Regions from separate parts of the Oryctolagus cuniculus genome. Here region 1 is linked to region 2. Evidence: chromatin contacts called from public Hi-C data. All regions are on one chromosome and are shown on one strand. The core of a region is the stretch at or near the end of the contact, and the rest is flanking DNA. Distances in the headings are between cores, read along the strand shown. Region 1 overlaps ARHGAP42 (Rho GTPase activating protein 42). Region 2 has its middle 110 kb from the start of ARHGAP42.

Region 1 (6,579 bases), core at 919-3,418, 280 kb after region 2:
GGGGCGCCGTTTTCTGTCCCAGTTGCCCCTCTTCCAGGCCAGCTCTCTGCTATGGCCCGGGAGTGCAGTGGAGGATGGCCCAAGTGCTTGGGCCCTGCACCCCATGGGAGACCAGGAGAAGCACCTGGCTCCTGCCTTCGGATCAGCGCTGTGCACTGGCCGCAGCGTGCCAGCCGTGGCGGCCATTGGAGGGTGAACCAACGGCAAAAGGGAGACCTTTCTCTCTGTCTCTCTCTCACTATCCACTCTGCCTGTCAAAAAAAAAAAAAAAATTCCTATAGGATAGCACTTGAAAAATCCATATTCTGTGGAAAATTATAACTTGAGTGCGTAGAAGGGAAAAAAACTCCAAACATATTTAGAGAATCTTTGTTTTAACCACATGACAACATTTCTTGCCATTACTTTTGAGTGATTTATGAGCACTCCCTTGTGGCTGTCTATTAGAACCACTTGAAATAGCAAAGAAAAGCTACAGGAAACTTAATTGTCTGGCTTGATATAACTTGACCACAGTTAAAGTGTGTCATACTGGTAAATATAGTGTTGTAAGGCATACAAAGTATCACATTTGCTTCTCTTCTGCTGAAAATAAGAAAAAATGCTCATTTTTTACTTTAAATATGTAACAATACAAAAATAAGCTGCTTAAGCCCAAAATTTCAATTATGTATAGGAATTACAAGTTAATTGTATCTAAATTATAAAACTAAGGCATTTTTAAAAATCAGTATCTATAAAGAGTACTGTAATTACTTTTGTCTTTTTCCTAAAACATCTTAATAAGATTATGCAGAGTCACATATTCCACAAATATCTTGGAATCTTGAGTCTCCTGAACTTTGTGACTTGATGTTCCTACCTCTAGAACAAATCTCAGGAGAAAAAGTTGCATATGAACCAAAATTGTATTTCTCTAAGACTTTTTTTTTTTTTTTTTTAGCTTTCCCAAAGTTTGTCAACAGAGTTGTACCCCAATTCACATTTTAATAAGAGTTTTCTATTTGCATGTCATTTTCTTTTAGGAACAACCATAATTCTTTACATCTTACCAAAATTTAGCACCTTCTTTGGATTATTTCAGAATTGAAGAATCTCAGTCAGGTGATTGACCAATGTGCAAGGATCAAAGTCAAGCATTTCCCAGGATTCTGACCCTCAAAATGAGGGTCAGAACCAGCCAAATCAGGTCACAAATCCACTTAGTGCCCTTTTGGTATTGGCATTTCCATCTTGATTTGCTGATTTAAGTCCACATATTGGGAACAACAGCAATTGACTTCACACAAAAGGCATATCGTGATTCATATGTACAACCACACATATGTTGTGACGGTTTAAGGGAAAAATTGGATTCATGGTTATCTGCTATTGTTATGCCTCTGGCAAGGTGCCATTCGGTTAAATTAATTTAGATTTTTATCTTCTAGTATTGAATAACTACATTTTAAATCATTTAGGGGGAAATTCTAAGGATGGCCTTGGACAATTATGAACAGAATACACATTCAGTCAGTTTCTTAAAGAAGCTTATATGTATCATAACCTTATCAAATGCCAAATCTATGCTAAGAACTTTTAAAAATATTTTTATTTCTCAGTTAATTTTCATAAAAACCTTAAGAGGTATAAGGATGAAGACACCGAGTGTTATCAGTTGTGATGCTGAGATTCAAATGAAGCTGGGTCTGTCTAACTTTAGCACTCACGTTCTTAATGCATTCCAGATGATTCTTACATGTTGGACTTCATTACTCATATAAAAGCAGCTTTAGTCTACATTGTGAAAAGCTTAGTGTACTCTTTGGCACATGAGAAACACTCAACAAATCATTTCTTTTGTTATCTCCCTCACTCTATTGGATGTTTTTCTCCTCTTGCCTCATTTTTTTCTGAGTACCTTTGCCACTTTTTTTTTTTTTTTTGTATTCCTCTAGTTTCATATTAACAGAGTGAGAGTAAAAGAGAAGAACATGGAGCAAATCCAAAACCAAAAGAAAAATGAACCAGGAAATATGGAAGCAATAGAGATATGAAATAATACTTGCCTCATAAGGTGGTTGTTAATTATCCCATTTTGTTATATCCTCAGGCTTTTGCCTTATTCCCAGGTCATATTTATATAGCTGCCAGAGAAGGGTTTTAGCAGAGATTTGAACCATTGGATATGGGTGTGGATGCCAAGAACATATTATAAGGATTGGCCTATCAACTTTCCTAATCTTATCATTCCCAAGTTAAACACACATGCACACACACACACACGTGCACACACACACATTCATATTGATTAGTTTGGTCATTGTGAAGTGGGATTTTCTGCCACAGTATTTGAGACTTCCTATGACATTAGATGTAATAGATCCAAAATGAAATTGTCTTTACTCCTTCTCTACCAAACCTACGCTCTACTTCATTTGCCCCATTTCTGAACATGGTTACAGAGTTCCAGTGTCTGAGGTTGGAACCATAGTGTTGCTGTTGTTTCCCATTTATCCTGCTAGCCAATAACTATTTTAATGTCTCTTGGAAATATCTTGCTAATTCTCTACTACTCCTCTGTCAACACTGTAGGAACCCAGTCTCATCTCTGTGACTTTAGCCTGGAGTTCCTCTTCCAGCTGCTTAGCTAGCCTAGCTTGTCACCACCTTTTTCTTCCCAAAACTAGCTTACATATGAAGGGCCTGCATCTTACGTGTGTTGCTTCCTAGGAAAAGTTATTTAATAGTATTCCTCTCTTTAGAACGCAGCAATGATTCCATATTCAGACTTCTTTGCCTAGATTTTTAGTATAATCCAGACTATCCTTACTTACTTCAATTGAGTTCCCTCAACTGAAATATAACAATGCACACTCCCTTTTCCAGTTTTGTAATGGTCATGCAAATATTACTTAGAAATAACAAAGGGTACATCCGTGGATTCTGGTATGTGCCAGACAATGATTGATGCGCCTTACATTTATTTCATGAGTCCTTTTTTAGATAAGTTATCTGAGAGCCTGTAGCTTTGTCAATGTGCTCACAGTCATGACTGACTTCTAAGGAGTGCTTTATAAGCACCAAATGCTTGTTGAATGAATACATTCGTTTTTCCCTTCTCAATTTTAACTTTCTGGAAGGTTTAGCCTGTCTTATTTTTCCTGTCTCCCAGGGACCCCAGTGCTGTGCTGGGTGTGTGTGTGTGTGTGTGTGTGTGTGTATATATATATATCTGGTGATTACATGTAGGGGAGGCCAGGCCATCTGTCTTACAGGACTTTGATGAGAAAATACCTTCTTGTAATATAAACATAAGTATAGTTCAACCAAAGGGCAGTATAGGTTCAGGTATGGAAGGGTATTAAGCAGGTAAATACAAAATGAAACTAATAATCTGTTTATTTGGAAATGTAAAAAGCTATCTTTTTTGATCAGTTACTATATATAGTTCTTCAAGAAGTTTGTGCAAAATTGAATTGAAAGGTAATTTTATGTTGGTGCAGAAAATTTTTGAAGTCCATAAACAGTTTTTTTTCACAATATGTATTTTCACACTCTTTGAAAATCCTTCATATATGGAAGGCACTGAACTGTGTTTTAAATTCATTACCTCTGGAACCAGTGCTGTGACTTAGCAGGTAGAGCTGCTGTCTGCAGTGCCAACATCCTATATGGGTGCCAGTTCGAGTCCCAGCTGCTCTACTTCCAATCTGGCTCTCTTCTGTGGCCTGGGATAGCAGTAGAGGATGGCCCAAGTCCTTGGGCACATGCAACTGCATGGGAGACCCGGAAGAAGCTCCTGGATCCTGGATTTGGATTGGCACAGCTCAGGCCGTTGCGGCCAATTGGGGAATGGACCAGTGGATGGAAGACTCACACACTCTCTCTTTCTCCCTCTCTCTCTCTGCCTCTACCTCTGCGTCTGCCTCTCTCTGTGTAACTCCAACTTTCAAATAAATAAATAAACCTTTAAAAAAATTCATTACCTCTTGAGTCCTTAAAAATCAACTTGTTAAGTAGATAATGTGGTTGCTACTCAGAGCAGTTAAAAAACAACCCTCAAAAAAAAAGAACCTGGTTTGTTTGTTTGTTTGTTCCTTTCTTTCTTTCTTATTTATTTATTTGACAGGTAGAGTTATAGACAGTGAGAGAGAGAAAGGTCTTCCTTCTGTTGGTACACTACCCAAATGGCCACCACTGGCGGCACTGTGCCGATCCGAAGCCAGGAGCCAGGTGCTTCCTCCTGGTCTCCCATTCGGGTGCAGGTGCCCAAGCACTTGGGCCATCTTATACTGCTGCTTTCCTGGGCCACAGCAGAGAACTGGATTGGAAGAGGAGCAACCAGGACTAGAACCGGGGCCCAAATGGGATGCTGGTGCCGCAGGCAAAGGATTAACCAAGTGAGCCATGGTGCAGGCCCCAAGAACTGGGTTTCAATCCAAGTATTCTTCATTTCCAGTATATTAAGCATAATATTGCCTCTTGTCTTCAATCTCATTTTTTCTTGTGTTTCCCCACTTGAGAAATGTTTTCAAGTTTTAGTTCACTTGTTTGGAATACATCTGCTGTGCTGGTGAAGTACTTATTGAAGTTACCAACATAAAGTAACCAACCATTTAGTAAATGGTAGTCTTTATTATTGCTGTTCCACCAAATGGCAGGTTCATGATACCTTTTTTTCCCTTTTGCAAACTTAGCTTTAAAGGTAGAATTAACTAGTGTGTGTGTGTGTGTGTGTGTGTGTACTGGTGCAAAGAGGTTTGCAGAGAGAATTAAAGGTGACCTACTTTATCATTATTTCCAGTAGGACACTTGCATTATATATCTGGCAGCATGTCTGCCTAAACTCACAAATCAGAAATTGGTGATGGATGTCAGAGATACCTGCAGTTGGCCCTCAATGTCTTTGAAAAGACTTTGAGTATTGATCTACTTTGTATGCTTAAGGATTTCAGGTCCTCTTTATAAGAGCTATTTCATTTTCTTGAAAAGCGGGGCAATGATAAGACTATGGGGAGTTGCAGTCAACATGTTTTTGTTGTTGTGTATATTATCTCTGTATTTTTAGTTTATGGAATTGAAGAACTAAAACTTATCTTGAAGCTAAGCAATGTAATGAAACTTTTTAAATTTTGATAACATTTCACCCTTAAAGATGAGTTAAATTTTGTTAATGGTCTCCTTTTTATTTTAATGCTTTCTAAAGAATTTTTATTTCCAAAAAAAAAAAAAAATCAAGATTCCTTCCAGCATAATGTTATCCTTAGAACCAGAATCTAGTCCCTGGCCCTTGTACCTTGCACCTTCTTATAATACTCTTACAGGCCAATATTAAAAGATTTATCCATTTTAAAGTTTAAATCCTGATTTAAAGTTCTAGAGAAATATTTTTCATTGAAATCCAATTAGATACTATTTTAGTAGGATTGGAAATATTATGAGAACATTTCATGCAGATCTCAAGTGTGAGGAATCTAATTAAATAGAGAGAAAAAAATGAAACTTGGTTTGTTTTGCAGCTATACAGTTATAACATTCTAGTGGCAAAATGGGAGAGCTATTCTGTGGTTCAGTTTTAAAATGATTCTTGAAGTGGCTACAGTGAACCAGTATAATTAAAGATTTTCATAAATTCAATGCCCAATGTACTGTTACTTAGTTAAGTCTTAGAAGAAATTTAATTATTCAAACTAAGATTCCAACAAAATTAATTCTTACTTTCAAATTATTCACATTGTTGTTACAACCAAGGGAACTAATATGTGGAAAAAAGCTTAATTATAAAGTAGAAAAGTATTATGCAACATGTAAGGTATTTTTATAGAAGGAAACAAGAGACAAAAGCTTTCTGTATTCAATAAATTGAATAAAGGAGCTATTTTTGAATTGTTGGCATGAAATTATGCAGAATTTAATATATGTGCATTTTTAATTTCAGATTCAAAACGCTAATGATGTTTTAATTGCACCACTTGAGAAATTTCGAAAAGAACAGATAGGTGCAGCAAAAGTAAGTGTCGTATTTTATTATTCTTCAGATATTCTTCTGATAATTAAAGGTGACATAATTTCAGATGTTAACATTTTTGAAATGTTAGGATGACCTTCCAAAGAATTCTGTACATCATTTTAAACTTTTTTGCATAGAACATATTACAAAGATTAAAATTGTTTTTTACATAAAAGATTATTTTTGGGTTAACATTTTTGCCTAGAAGTTAAAATGCCTGCGTCCCACATGAGAATATCTGGATTCAAGTCCTGGCCAAAGTTTCTAGTTCTAGTTTCCTGCCAATGCAGACCCTAAAAGGCAGTAGGTGACTCCTACAGTTAACTGGATTCATGCCACCCATGTGGGTACCCAGGCTGAGTTCCCACCTCCTGGCTATGGCCCCACCCAGCCCCAGTCATTGTAGGGGAGTGAGGCAGTGAATGGAAGTCTTTGCTTTCTTGTTTGCTCACTCTCTCTCTCTTTCCTTCTCTGCCTATCAAATAAATACATTTTTAAAATAAGATACCATTTTCCTACTAGGCAGAGAAAAAGCATGTTTTAACTGAGTTCCTTCCATTCTAACAATAACAGGAAATTGACTGTTT
Region 2 (6,631 bases), core at 779-3,278:
GGCGCCCCGACCGGGACTAGAACCCGGTGTGCTGGCGCTGCAAGGCGGAGGATTAGCCTAGTGAGCCACGGCGCCGGCCTAAATACAGTTTCAAATCATGTTCTATCCTGTACTAACTGCAACCTAATATAAGTCTCACTTTCAAAGCTGTGGGTTCCTCTCAGTGAGGTAATAATAACAATAATAGTAATAATAATAATAATACAGCCTACCATAGAGAGTTGCTATAATGACAAAAGATAATTCCTATAATGTTCTTAAACAATTAGCCAACCTATAATACATATTCACCATCACTATTATTGTTGTTACTTTCATGTTATAACCAGTAGCCCTGGAATAAACTCCATGTTCCCAAGTTGGAGACAATCAAGGTGACACAAAATGCATTTGCTTTTATTGTGTCAAGGAATTGAGATGTGGTGGAAAGGAATGTGATGATCTTCTGGGCTGACAGGATTGATGGTTGCCCGCAAAAACTTGGCTCCAAATCTCTTGACCATTTGAACCAATAAATTTTTGTGCGTCTTTCTTTGACAACTCTCTCTCTCCCTCTTCCCTCCCCCCATTGTTGCTATCACAGAATGGCAGCATATTATGGATAAACCATTTTTCTCTCTTGAATTTGGCATTCAAGAATGAAATACATTCATTTATTCTTAAAGATTCATTTATTTTTCAGAAAGGCAGAGTTACAGAGAGAGGTAGAGACAGAGCAATGTCCCATCTGCTGATTCACTCCCCAAATGACCACAATGATGGGGACTGGGCCAAGCCAAAGCCAGGATCAAGGAGCCAGAAGCTTCTTCCAGTTCTCAAGCGTGGGTGGCAAGGGCCTAAGAACTTGGGTCATCTTATGCTGCTTGTTACACTAGCAGGGGCATGGACCAGAAGTGGAGCTGCCAGGACTCCATCTAGCACACATATGGGATACCGGCACTACAGGTGGCGCTTTAACCCACTGTGCCACAGTGCTGGCCTGGAAACACATTTATTTTAGATCTGTGTACTGGTTTGGGTGTCTGTGGCATAACATTATATTCCAATCTCATTTTCTGAAATCAGTTTATTTATTTAGAGATTGGATAAGATCCCCAATCATATTTTGTTTTTATATTCTTAATCTTTTATTATTACATTTCCTCAGAGCTGGAAAGACAACCACAAAACCAAAACCAGATGGGAAAGAAAATTAAGCCCAAAGGTCAACTAAATTTTGATTACCAACAACTATTTAGATAATAGCTTATCAATCTATGATCCAATGATGATAAGTACACATTTTTGATAAGCTATACTCTTTCAGGCCAAACTTCTCTCTCTAACATCTTAGATTCTTGTATCATGACAGAAGATGAAATAATCCAGCAAATTGAGGTGGAGAGTTTATAGCTATTTTCCTCCCAGCTTTGAAATTGTTTGTTTCGGTAGATCAGTATCATGGGTCCTCCGCCTACCCAGAGTCACAAAATAGATTCCTCCTTAAGAATCTCTCAGAGAAAAAGGACACATAGGAAGATCTGACCCTCTTTTGTCCTTGGCTGAACTATCAGGCTATATTTGGGAAGAAGCAAAAACCTGGAGTGATGTTTGCCCTTCAACTGATGTGAGGATAAGAGACTGATCTTATTTTGAATGGAAGCCAAGTGAATACCTCAAAATTATGATGTCTTTTCTCTGCCTTCTTGGTGAACAGCCTGCCAGCCCTCATTTTCTTTCCTGTTAGAAACAGAGTTCTTGACACTCCTCTCTTGATCAAATCAATTTGTTTTCAGCTGATACATTCCATGTTGATCAAACAGCTTCCCTGGGAAAATAAACTACTCACAAAGAGATCATGGGTTGAGCACAAAAGAGAAACTCTGGGTTAGGAAGAAAGAAAGAGAAAGTGTTATTTAATGGTTTATTCTGCTGTTTATTTTTTTCCATGTAAATACAACTGCAGCTAAGACTATGTCCCTGTCTCCATGTATACACTAGATTTCACAGGCAGTTTTATTTTAGTCATCTACATCAAGAATTCGTTTTTGGCAAGAGTTGAGCACACCAGCTCCTGTTGCAGACAGGCTGCAGAGAAAGCAGGCCAAGCCCTTCCTTGATGTTGACAGTGATTAAACTGAAACACCAGGCAGAGGTGCTGCACAGATGCAGGTGTTCTCTGTTCCTTTGGGGCTACACGAGAGAATCATGGAATGAGAACGACCTTGTGCCATGGCCTGGGAAGGAACAAATCGGCAGTGACAGTGTCCTGGACTGCTGCTTTGGGAGGCTTGGCTTTCTCTGTGAAATAATGAGCAGGCCAAGCTTCACTCAGAAAAAGGTAAGGTAGTAACTGTCAGCTGGCACTGCTGGGGTTTATGCTATGACTTTTTATGCCTTTAAATCTTTCTTTTACCTCCACCACTCTTTAGACATTGCTTTGGTTTTCCAGATTATCCAATCTTTTCCCACAATCAGCAGTGTATTAGTGTTCTCTAGAGAAATAAAACCAAGTATACATAAGGATATATAAAAAGGGATTTATTATGGGAATAGGCTCACACAATTATGGGGGCCAAGAAATCCCACAATATGCTCTACACAAGCTGCAGAACCAGGAAAACTTGTGCTATAATTCAGCCTGAATCCAAAGACCTAAGAACCAGGAGTAATGTGTGGAGGGGTCACTGGTTTAAATCTTGGAGTCTATGGGCCAAGAACCAGAAGCTCTGATATCTTAGGGCAGGCAATAGATGCCCCAGCTTCCGAAGAAAGAGAATTCAGCCTTTCTCCACATCGTTGTTCTATCTGGACCTTCAAATCTTTGGCTGATGTCCATCCCATTAGTGAGGGTGATCTTCCTTACTCAGTCTACCACTGTCTCCAAGATTCATCCTCCCAGACACACCCATAAATAGCATTTAATTGACTCTATGGGCATCCCTTAGTTCAATTAAGTAGAAATATAAAATGACTCATCAGAAACAGGGTCCAGATTTAGAAATTTAGGATTTTTTTCTTTATTCAAAGAATGCTTCTTCCTTAGTCTTTCTAGTTGGTTAAAATAGAAGGGAAAATAACTTCTACACTGCAATATATAATCACTCGGCCAGCACCGTGGTTCACTAGGCTAATTCTCAGCCTGCGGGGCCGGAACCCCTGATTCTAGTCCCAGTCGGGGTGCCAGATTCTGCCCCGGTTGCTCCTCTTCCAGTCCAGCTCTCTGCTGTGGCCCGGGAAGGCAGTGGAGGATGGCCCAAGTCCTTGGGCCCTGCACTTGCATGGAAGACCAGGAGGAAGCACTGGCTCCTGGCTTTGGATCGGCACAGTGCGCCTGCCACATTACTATATATACAATATATAATATATATATATATATATATATATAATCACTCTACCTTTATTCTGACAGCCCTCACCTCATTCCACCATGCAACTCCCAAACACTGCCCAAGACTCCTACTTCTTCCCTACACTTCCTTTATTCAAACAACATGTCTTTCAGGTACAGATCACCAAGCATGCTTGAACGGCTTCTCTACATCCAGCACGAGGCATGGCAGGGAGGCAGAGATGGTAATAAAGGCAGTCCTGGCATTTTGGCATTCTCTGCTGAACGTCTGTTTCTAGGAAAACTGGATTGAAGATCTAAAGATGGAATTCGATGGGGACAGATTGCATGAATTTATAAGTGTGTGTGTGTGTGTGTGTGTGTGTGTGTCTAAGGGTGGGGAGAAAGAGAGAAGCATTCTACAGGGGGTGATGAGGGCCAACATCTTTCACGTTGTATAGGAAAAGGATACCTCAAGACACAAGATATGTCCTTGCCCTAAACAGTAAGGAATGGAACCTGAATAATGACAACCAAGCAGCAAGACGAGTAAAGGAAATGAGATGAAGGGTTTGGTGGAGCCATCACTTAGATCTGTAGCATTGCATCTAATACTGAATCTTCTTTCATCTCACCCATCATTTTCTCAGTGCTCTCTGCCGTTTTAAAAAGGGGAAAACTAAGAAAGGCCTCTGACAAAAACAAAATACAGCTTTGATATAAAATTTTATAGACACATAATTAAAAACATTAGTGTTATACTTCTGCCTGGTGACTGTTGAAAAGGAAGTTTCGAGGGAAAGTGTTGTGGCACAGTGGATTAAGCCGCCTCTTTGTCATGCCTAAATCCCACATCAAAGTGCCTGGGAGCAGGTCCCACTTCTGCTTCTGATCCAGCTTCCTGCTAATGTGCACCCTAGAAGATAGCAGATTATCACTCAAGCACTTGAGTCTTTACCACTCAAGCAGGATACCCAGATGGGGTTCCTGTATATTGGCTTCAGCCTGGCCAGCCATGGCTGTTATGGGCATTTGGCAAGTGAATCAGCAGATGGAAGATCTCTCTCTCCCTCTCTCTCACTTTTCCATTCCCTCTGTCTTTCAAATAAAAAAAATGAGGTTTCATGAAAGTACCATTATGATTTCACCTATTTCAGAAAAAGATGTTTCAAATAGCACTCTCAACAGACAGCACCTCAGATGACTGTGACAAAATGAATGGTATTTATAGCATCATATCTTTAAACACTCAAAAATCATGTAATCTCAGTATTATATCAGGCTTAAGATACATAAATAACACAACTATAGTGATTAATACCCTAATTATTTCAGAAATAAGTGTGAATCAAGAACTATCTTTGCTCTGAGGATGTATTTCTAGTTTCTTTCTTTTTTTTTTTTTTTTTTTTTTTTTTTTGGACAGGCAGAGTGGACAGTGAGCGAGAGAGACAGAGAGAAAGGTCTTCCTTTACCGTTGATTCACCCTCCAATTGCTGCCGCAGCCAGCGCACTGCGCTGATCCGAAGCCAGGAGCCAGGTGCTTCTCCTGGTCTCCCATGGGGTGCAGGGCCCAAGCATTGGACCATCCTCCACTGCACTCCCGGGCCATAGCAGAGAGCTGGCCTGGAAGAGGGGCAACCGGGACAGAATCCGGCACCCCAACCAGGACTAGAACCCAGGGTGCCGGTGCCACAGGCAGAGGATTAGCCTAGTGAGCTAAGGTACTGGCCCTCTATTTTCATTTTAAGTGGCAAACTTGGACAGTAACATGCCCTTTTTATTTTGATTTAAGATTGTTTTGGTTGGACCCGCCTGGAGGCAAAGGGCTGGACTGTCAACATTTTACTGGGTTGTGCAGGGCAGTTTTCCCAGCTTTGTGTGGAACTCTGGCCTGGGCAGCTGACTATGACTCAGGAGCCTCCTTCCACACACTTCCTGGAGGGTGAAACTTGCATGATGCAAAGGCAGAACTACTGCCCAATCAAGCGAGTGGCCACAGCATATTTGTTTGCTTGACCTCCTTCCAAAAGAAATGTTTGCTTCCTGCCTGGACATATGAGAGAAAGCATCCTGGAGGTTTGAACCTAAGCCTTGAAGCGTGGGTAATTCACTGAGAGTGTTGTATCTAAGACTGATTTCTTAGTTCCTTTATCTCCAGTGCCAACTCTTGGAAGACCCTGGATATTTCCTTACCATGTTCTATTTACAAATCGAATAGTCAGGGCCAGCCTCAAGGGGGCACTTCCACATTGTGAAGGTGAGGGTGCCTGTCCCCTCAGAGTATCAAGACCTATTGAGCTCACTATTGCTTCTCATTCCTGCAATCCTAGAACTCCTAAAACTCCAGTCAAAACGCAGACCTCTAGAATCCACTCTCCTCTTCCCTAACTGCCCTGTGCTTGCTCTCCCGTATTTTTTACCTTTGAAGTTCTTTATCCTCCCTCCTGGGACTACATGTTATTGAGTGAGAAAGTAATCAATTTCTCTTTATATTGTATAACATATAGTAAGAAACATAAATAACTAAAAAGAAATAGAAAAGCTACAATATGTTGAAGTTTAAAATTTCCAAATTTTTTTTTGAATTTTTTATTCTTGAAATAGACACAACTTCTTGTCAAGACTGGCAATAATTTATTTACTTGACAGCCATCATCAACAAGAAACATTGTTATCACAAGTGAATGATAATTTTTTTTTATTTTTGGCAACTATTCATTAAGTCTGCAACAGCTGATACTATAATTCAAGAATCTAATAGCTCTTCCTCTTCTACCATTGCCAAATGTAATGTTGATATATCTTCTACAACCGTGAATGAACTTCTAAACTGATTGTTCTTTTTCATATCAGGAATTGGATTTCAAAATGACATTGTTCTCATCTGAAGGACTTGCAGTACAATTTATATGAGTATAACCTTGTCCAAATTGCTTGGAATCACAAGTGTTTGAGATTTGGATGGTTTTGGATTTGGGGATGTTTGCATATACGTAATAAGATATTTTGAGGCTGGATCCAAGTCCAAACACAAAATTCATTTGAGTTTTATATCCTCTTTTATACCTGTAGCCTGAAGATAATTCTAGGCAATATTTTTAGTGCACCTGTTGTTTGCCTGCAACCCATCACATGAAGTCAGGTGTGGAATTTTCCACTATGACATCATATTGATGCTCAAAAAATACCAGATTTTGGAGTGTTTCTGATTTGGAGATTTGTGATTAGGGATATTCAACCCATGCTACAGAGAGCTGATAACCACACTAGTTGCAAAATGACAGACTTATTCAATGTATGTGAACTCAATGATTTGGG

The links. Hi-C and Micro-C count contacts between places; a contact is called where the count stands out from the background.
Region 1: a contact with region 2 is called in a Hi-C map of skin fibroblasts, with 4 times the contacts expected there. The contact joins two enhancer-like sites. A contact is called at or near these places in 4 of 6 Hi-C or Micro-C datasets (embryonic fibroblasts, liver, skin fibroblasts and 1 more).

The regions. Positions count from the first base shown.
Region 1 is chr1:92,400,618-92,407,196 of mOryCun1.1, forward strand. All of the region lies in intron 3 of ARHGAP42 (Rho GTPase activating protein 42), which reads left to right. Among named protein-coding and RNA genes, the nearest start is that of ARHGAP42, 170 kb to the left of the region's middle. Within about 2 kb of position 2,169, at least 1 of the 8 cell types and tissues checked has an H3K27ac peak or open chromatin away from gene starts, as enhancers often do.
Region 2 is chr1:92,124,908-92,131,538 of mOryCun1.1, forward strand. No RefSeq gene overlaps it. Among named protein-coding and RNA genes, the nearest start is that of ARHGAP42, 110 kb to the right of the region's middle. Within about 2 kb of position 2,029, at least 2 of the 8 cell types and tissues checked have an H3K27ac peak or open chromatin away from gene starts, as enhancers often do.